Regions from separate parts of the Gasterosteus aculeatus genome. Here region 1 is linked to region 2. Evidence: chromatin contacts called from public Hi-C data. All regions are on one chromosome and are shown on one strand. Each heading gives the region's core, a stretch centred on a gene start, on an enhancer-like site or on the middle of the called end of the contact. The rest is flanking DNA. Distances are from core to core; before and after follow the strand shown. Region 1 overlaps yjefn3 (YjeF N-terminal domain containing 3). Region 2 holds the start of LOC120823382 (granzyme G).

The links. A called contact is a pair of places that touch in the nucleus more often than the background predicts.
Region 1: a contact with region 2 is called in a Hi-C map of whole body, with 10 times the contacts expected there. The contact joins the enhancer-like site here to the promoter of LOC120823382 in region 2. A contact is called at or near these places in 5 of 6 Hi-C or Micro-C datasets (liver, skeletal muscle, tail fin and 1 more).

Annotation. Positions count from the first base shown.
Region 1 is chr8:20,013,839-20,017,412 of fGasAcu3.hap1.1, forward strand. yjefn3 (YjeF N-terminal domain containing 3) reads right to left here. Exons shown (of 6, transcript XM_040184843.2): 2 at 1,468-1,576. Among protein-coding and RNA genes, the nearest start is that of yjefn3, 14 kb to the right of the region's middle. Within about 2 kb of position 2,078, at least 1 of the 9 cell types and tissues checked has open chromatin away from gene starts, as enhancers often do.
Region 2 is chr8:19,954,098-19,958,233 of fGasAcu3.hap1.1, forward strand. It overlaps LOC120823382 (granzyme G), which reads right to left and starts at 1,377. Exons shown (of 5, transcript XM_040183292.2): 1 at 1,191-1,377; 2 at 898-1,057; 3 at 618-750; 4 at 293-517; 5 at 1-184. The coding sequence starts at 1,377. The coding sequence ends at 20. It overlaps LOC120823386 (granzyme B), which reads right to left. Exons shown (of 5, transcript XM_078108639.1): 5 at 3,906-4,136. The coding sequence ends at 4,114.

The DNA of each region.
Region 1 (3,574 bases), core at 828-3,327, 60 kb after region 2:
CCTAAATAGCAGTGATGTCACTATAGTCGGTGGAACACTGCGAGGTTCCAGTGTTTAATAAGAATTTCTATAAAATCGAAACACGATAGATGCATAAAATCGACAGCAGGCATGAATGCAATGATGACTAAAATCACACCGTGGTGAAACCGGCATTAACGGTTCCTTTGTTTGTAAAAGCTGCAAATACAATATTGACTCATTACCACCTTATAAAGTATATGTGAAGCACATGTTGCTTATTTATTTACACACCCAGCAGACAAACAGTAATATTACAATATGCTTTTGTCCCATTGAGCTGCTCAGTTACTGCGAACCACGGATACGTTGTTTGTATTTATTTATTTTTTTTCTATTCATGCTCTTTAAAAGCTTTTGGCATTTCCAACCCTCCATCCTCAATTATCTTTAAGTTTAAGCAGTAAAACTAGTTTGTTGGGTTCAGCACCCCATCGCTGGTCTTAACGTAAGTACGTCATGTGTTAGAATGCTGCACGTCTGCACGTCTGTTCCTCCTGGTTTGGCTGGAGAGAGACACACACACACACACACACACACACACACACGCACGCACACACGCACGCACACACGCACCGTTGGCCCGACACAGTCCAGACCCCGGAGGAGAGGAGCCCCCGCCCCGGAGGGGGCCCGGGTGCTCTGCCCAGAGGTGAGCCGCTTCCAACGCTCGGAGGTTTAATGTCACAGAGCGTTAGAGCGTTTCCTCCACGCGGTAATCAGACATCTCGGGGGTGGAAGTTAATGCGAAATAGGAAAGTGTGAGCAGCAGCAGCTGTGACCTTTTGCCCTCTTTGATGGTTTAGCGTGGGTTCTTGTTTTGTGAAGGCCGATGCGCAGCATCGCGTTGGTTGAGGTTGTCGGTCGGAGGACTTGGCACCGAAAAGAACATTCATTTAAAAAGAAATTGCGTGGCTCCTTTTAGTCGGATTATTTGTTGTAATGTTTCAATACAAAGAAAGAGCGCAGCTGCAGAGAAGATAAATCCCTTCAATTCATGGAAAACACAAAATAAAGAATGGTGAGTGTACACACACACACACACACACAATTACAGTAAATGGCAACTGCTGGTTTAAAGGACAACAGATAAAAGCCTGCAGCACAAAACATCACATTAAAAAGTTAATTTCACAACAAATAGTAAATCTGTAATAAATAAATAAGAATGTTTCTGTTGAATGTATCAGAATTATAAATTTGCGTAAGGCGACAAACTAATTTGATAAGGTTAAACAAAGATGTTGGGTTAACTAAGACTGGAAAAAATATATATTTATATAAATAACCACAAACTAACGTCGACCTTACAGGACACGAACAGCAGCATCCGGCCAACGGCACGCGCCACTTCTGTGCACGGCGTGAGGGTAAAACCACATACAGGAACAAACACACGGCCGCCTACGACGAAGGGAGGGGGGGGGGGACGGGAGTGGCGCCTACCTTGGTGATGGCGAGGGCGCACGCCTGCCCCCAGATCTCGATCAGCTGCTGCTGTCCGAACCGGTAGTCCCTCAGGAGCTCCGTCTCGATCGCCGCCGCCTCCCCTTTGCTGTCGGACACAGAGGAAGACGGTGTTATTCACAGCGGGGGGGGACACAAAAAGAATCACTGGGAACGATGATGCACATAAAAAAAAAAAAAAATGTATTTACGCGAGTGAAGTGAAATGTGACCAACATACGACACGTCGGGCCTCTGGGATCCCACCAGGAGGCCCCCGGAGACCCCTCCAGTTACAGTTCCGAACCCAAACAGCCACAGAGTAGAAACTAACTGAGGATATAAATATACTACTGATTAAATATTAAAAGCGCCTGTGTTGCGTGTATACAAACACAACTTGATTGAGCATCAGTTATAACATTGTTAATCTAATCCTGCATCATGTTGTCCTCATTGACCCTCTGCGTCCTCTGGCTTCTCTCTGCATGCGACACTGTGACCAATGATGGTCCATTGGAGCCTGCGGATGCTTTCAGCGTGAAGGCCCGTGTGTGTGTGTGTGTGTGTGTGTGTGTTTTAGAGTGAACGGGGGAGATGATGATCACCTTGAAGGTCTTCATTTGGTGTCCAATCCTTGTTTCTTTGAGAACATCCCTTTAACTCTACAGACACCTGGTGGTGCTCGCCGGTACTGCAGAGCAATAAGAACAACGCTGCTCTGCATAAAAACCGCAACATGGACTCTGCAGCTGAAATATGATGCTGTTGTTTATTTTGGTCCACACTAATAAATAAAGAACTACTCCCAACAAGAGCAGAGCTGTTGATGCACAAGATCAATATGTGGCACGAACTTAAGAGTCACTCCACTGCTCATTAAATGATCTCTTGATGAAGCCAGACGCTGTTACGTACTTAAAATGAGACATTTGCATGAACGGAAGAGTAATAAAAGAATCGCGTTTAGTAGAAATACTGTAATTAGGCTCCTCCCGCTCGACAGTTATTCAGATCCCATTTCCAGGAGCAACAATTATAGTAAAGGAGCTGTATCTGAATATCTGGGTTACCCTGTGTGCGTCTGCGTGTGTGTGTGTGTGTGTGTGTGTATCTGCATAAAGTGCACACATTCATTCGTTGCGTATCCTCTGTGCTGACAGTGTGATTAAAGCTAAGCCTGCTTGTGTTCCTTTAATACGCAGCAGTGTGTGTATGTGTGTGTGTGTGTGTGTGTGTGTGTGTGTGTGTGTGTGTGTGTGTGTGTGTCAGCCAGTGTATTTCCAAGTGGGGTTTCTGGCATTTACCTGAGCCGGTGGAGCAGCAGCTGCCCCCCCCCCCCCGGCCCCCCGGCCCCCCTCGGGGATGTTTCCTGAGTCCCTGTGACAAGTTGATCTTTGCAAAGTTCACCCGGGTCCACGGGGCCCTTTAATCGAGTCAAATTGATTGTACACGGAGACGGGGTGTTCCGTTCAAAACGGAGGCCGGGAAATCCGATTCGTGTTGACACCCTGAACACGCCGTGCCGCCGCGGGCAGGCGGAGGACTCTGAGTGCACGACTGCCGTTATCACAGTAACAATGATGCTGCTGCTGAAACCACCACTTAACTGTCCATCCTTCACATTTCCCGACGAGGGCAAAGTGGCGGTGGGCGTTCAGCAGGGACGGCGTCCAGGAGAGACGCAGCGCCTTCAGGCCCAACGCCCCCTCAGACTACCGGAGCACGCTGGGGAAAATGCACACGCGTGCAAACCCACCAGGCTTTGCTTCTGAGGGAAAGCAGGTGCAACTCTGATCTTTGATTGAACCAGATGTGTGTGCGTGTGTGTGTGTGCGCGTGTGTGTGTGTGTGCGCGCAGGCGTTTACAGGGCAGCTAAAGAGAAACGAGGGCTTTCGAGCGTCAGCTTGTGTTGCAGCTGAGGCCTCGGCCGTGCAGCTGCGTCCCCCCCCAGGGAGAGGGCTGATTTCCCTCATGCTACATGTCATGTGCCCCCGCAGAGTGTTACCTCCATCGTAGCGGCGCACAACTGTGATCACAACTCACTTAATGAGTCTGTTTACCTTGCATGAGATAAGATGAAATGAAACTTTAATGGTCCCCGGG
Region 2 (4,136 bases), core at 127-2,626:
CGGTCATCAGCCGTGCGATTCAAACGCCGGATCGGGTTCCATTTTTCAGTATCGAATCCAGCCACTCCACGTAGTTGGAAATCTTGGTATAATAATATGTTTGCGAAAGTTTATTGTAGCTGGAAATCACTCCGTACGCCTTTCCACCCCCGTCCCCACAGACCAGCGGCCCACCAGAGTCCCCCTGCAAGGAGACACACACACACACGCGAGGACACCGATCGATCGTCGTCGCTTACCAACGTTTCTTTGTTTTGTTCGATCCACGTTAATTCTACGAAACACTACGTACCTCCCCGGGTCCCGTCGCTCCTTTGGAGCAGTAACTCTTGAGCTCCGCGCAGTCCTCGGCGTCGGTGAGCTTCACGATGGCCTCCATGAGGACGAGGGACATGCCTCGTCCGCCCATCTGCGTTTGTCCCCAGCCGGACACGGCACACGGGCAGGGACCGGCCACGTCCGCCCTCTCCAAAGCAATGGGTTTCACACTGGTGGTGATTTCTGCCTCGGTGCTCAACTTAAGGAACATGGAAGGATTGAATACATGCACGTGCACGTGAGAAAACACCAACCCCCGTGGCGTAGTGCAACACAAGCCCGGAAACGTCTGCTCTTACCTTGAGAAGCATAATGTCATTGCTAAAGTCACTGTCGTCGTAGTCCTGATGTGGGTGTGATTTAGTCACACTTAATTGCTGCGCTGTAGCTTTCTTTCGGTAACTGTGAAGTCCCAGGTACACCGTGTAGTTGCTGAAATGACAGAGAAGTTAAAAATAAGAACACATGTGATAATTCACAATGGAGCATATTCCTCAAACTCAATGTTTGTCGTTTGTAAGGGGTGAATTAGTTCCCAGAATGCACCGGTCGCCACCGGGCGCAGTGCGTTGCGGTGACCTGGCTTGGCAGTGGGCCGCAGTCATCACGAACTCCCGCGTCAAAAGGAAGCCGCCGCAGTAACCGGTCGCACCGTCCGCCTTCGTCACCGCCAGCAGCGCCATGTACGGCCGGCTGTGCGCCGCGGCCTCGTGGCCCCCGACGACTCCCCCGGTTTCCGCTGAAAAAAAAACAAAGAACATATGCAAACATCACGCGCCTGACCAAAACTTAAAAAAATGACCAATGGCAACGGATTGAATGAGATCGGGTGAGGAGTTGGAAGATGTAGAAGAAAAAAAAAGCCAAGTGACCTCGGCCGTGGAGGCCGAGCCAAAGAGTCAGGAGGAGCAGGTGGCGCGGGAGCAACATGCTGAGAGCCGAGAGCGGCGGCTCGCCGACTCCTTTTAAAGAGCTTCCCTGCGTCGGGGAGAGAAGGAAGGGCTTCTGTGCAAAGGATGTGGCTGACAGCCACAAACTCACGAGGGGAGCGTCCGTCATCCCCCCCACACAGCTGCAAAAAATAGTGCGTAGTGAGTGTAGATTATTTTGGTACATTGTGACTTTATGCTTTACAAACATGTGGAGTATCAGAGATGGAAAGTGACTTTGTATTTGTAACATTGTGGTGGCATGAGTTTGCTTTTACTCATTTATTCATGAATAATTATTATCTTTACACAATATTATTATTACTACAGTGCAAAAGCATCAAAGAATACATTAGCTTACATACTGAGCAACCCTGCAGAATATAAAGTCATTTAAACAAAACCCACTGTTACACTTATAATCCATCACTAATCAGATCTGTGCCATTCTGCATGTAGTTAGTCCAAAACTATATAAAATAGTTGTACATTCTGACTTAAAAACATTACTTTCTTACGTTACTTTAAGAATGCAGGACTTTCAGTAGCGCTGAAAAACATGTTTCGTGGAAACTGATTGCTGATTAGAAAACCACGTCAACCAAATGAATCATCAGAGTTCTGATTCTATCGACACAAAACAACCTGCTGATCGAGGCCTTTTGGAGCCAGAAATGACTAATGTAGTAACTGATTAACTGAGGTGCAGCTCCTCCCTCCACACATCTGAGCGGCCGCTCTTCTGCGATCCTTCCACATCAGAACACATCTGGATGCACGATCCTCGTGAATGCACCGTAGTCAACGCCTGCTGCACCTCAGCGATAAAATCCTTGTATTTCAGCGCTGCGAGGAAGTCCGGTAGATTCGTCTGAACGTCCCTCCTCACCCAAGTTTGTTCAATGCGGTTCAGCGCGTCGCTCACGGACGCCTCGACACGCGAAGGGACAGAAATTCGGCCTTCTGATAGTTAGCAAGGCCGACTTTCCTCGGGATCCAAACGTGTGGCTAAAAGTTGTGCGAGGGACAAGCTGTCAAGCTTCCCGAGGGACACAACCCCAAGGGTTGTTTTTCATCTATTCTATTCAATGTACTCTTATTTAATCAAATTCTTTCCATTTCTGTTGGTTGGATACAAAACCTTTATTTTTGGCACATCAGGTCTGATTCCAGTTTACTCGTCTTGATTATTTAGTCGCGTTCGCCGTTTATCTTGTTTGTAATCAACGTTTAGATGAACATCCTGAACCATTTCCTCTGCTGCGAGGTGTGAAAGAGCAGAACATCTCAGCTTGGTTATCTATCATTTTACCTATAAATATATATATATATTCATGTGCTCATCCGGGTGCTGTAACCGTCGATTCTAAGCGACGAAATGCTGATGAAACCCTTTTGTTGTGAGATGTGAATTTGTCTGCAAGAGTTCGATTCCTAAAGCTTCGGGAGGAGCGTGCACGCATCAGACCCGTACCGGATCAAGTGCGTCTGTTAGAACTACTTGCGAGCCTCGCGGCCTCCTGTGGATCCCGGAGTTCTCCGTTCTCCTGCTTCGGGTCGCTCGCGCTACACGTCGTTTCCGTTTTTTGCAAGAACGACGGGGTGATTCACAATCACGTCAGGCATCGCTTATCTCTTAAATTCTCTGTGGTATTTTATTCACGTTAAGGCCACAGGAAGCGCGGCATTGCATCGCCTCGGTTTCTCGTGTTTTGAATTTCACAATCAGAGGGGGGGTTGTTTTGAAGGTTTCTTTTGTGAAAGGGGAGTTTTGTCGAGGTGTAACCACTGAACGTGGTGTAATGTTGATGGAGCTCATAAAATGCCTCGGCGTGGACGCAATGATGACCGACCTGGGTGGAGCTTCTAAAAACAAGGAACACACCCCTCCGAATGGAACAAAAAAGGGAAGACCCTTCACAGCACAATTCACTTTGCAACTGTTATTGAATCCTTTTAGGTTTGTAAACTCGAGCCAGTTGAATCTTTTGGCGGCGCACCGCTGATCCTTCGTTCGGGGGGAAAGGTTTCGAGCCGACGCCATGCAAAGACACGTTAGAAGGCCCTGAAGCTACTGGCTCAAAGGCACAGTCAGGAAAGGTCATTTCAACAAGGTGGCCCCCACTATGAGCCGCACGGGCCCCTTATTATGAGTTAAATGTATGAACATGGGAGACAAGAGGTGACTTAAGTTAAGTAACGTGTTTGAACAAACCAGTCGCTGTGACCTTTCATCTTTCAAAAAAAGAACATTGTCCAAAGTGTATTTAGCTGGTGGTGAATTTAACATATTAATAAGGTTTGTTTATCAGTTATCAGACTTGCACCTGATTGACCAGCCATTGTTTCTGCCACACAAGACCCGCACGGGACACACGGGACGAGGGACACGAGACAAGGGGGCCAGTGCAGCAATACTGCAGCACCAATGAATAGCAATGAAATTCTCTCGTCGCTGGTAACCAACAGGCCAGTTTATTTAAAAGTGTGTGTGGAGCTTTGAAAGCCGACATGATTCATTCGCACACGCGTGTCACACGTTAAAAGGGGGATGCGGGGTGGACCCCCCAACTGAACCCTTCAGGCTGCACCGACACGCTTCGTCCTCAAGGAGGCGGTGTTGTCTCGCTGTGGATCTATTCACGCGCAGAACATGGTGAGAGAGCAACAGTTTATTCCTTCAAAAGACTCGACAAGAAGACTCACAAATCAAATAAAAACAAAATAGTCAATAGCATTTGCATTTTTAAAAAAAGCAGATGAATCATCTTACTGAAATCTACCCAACTCGCATTAGAAATCTAAATCAAGAAGACATTAAAAAAAAATGATGCACACTTTCGACACCCGTCTGTGGCCGATTGAATCAGTCGTCGCGTGAACCGGAGC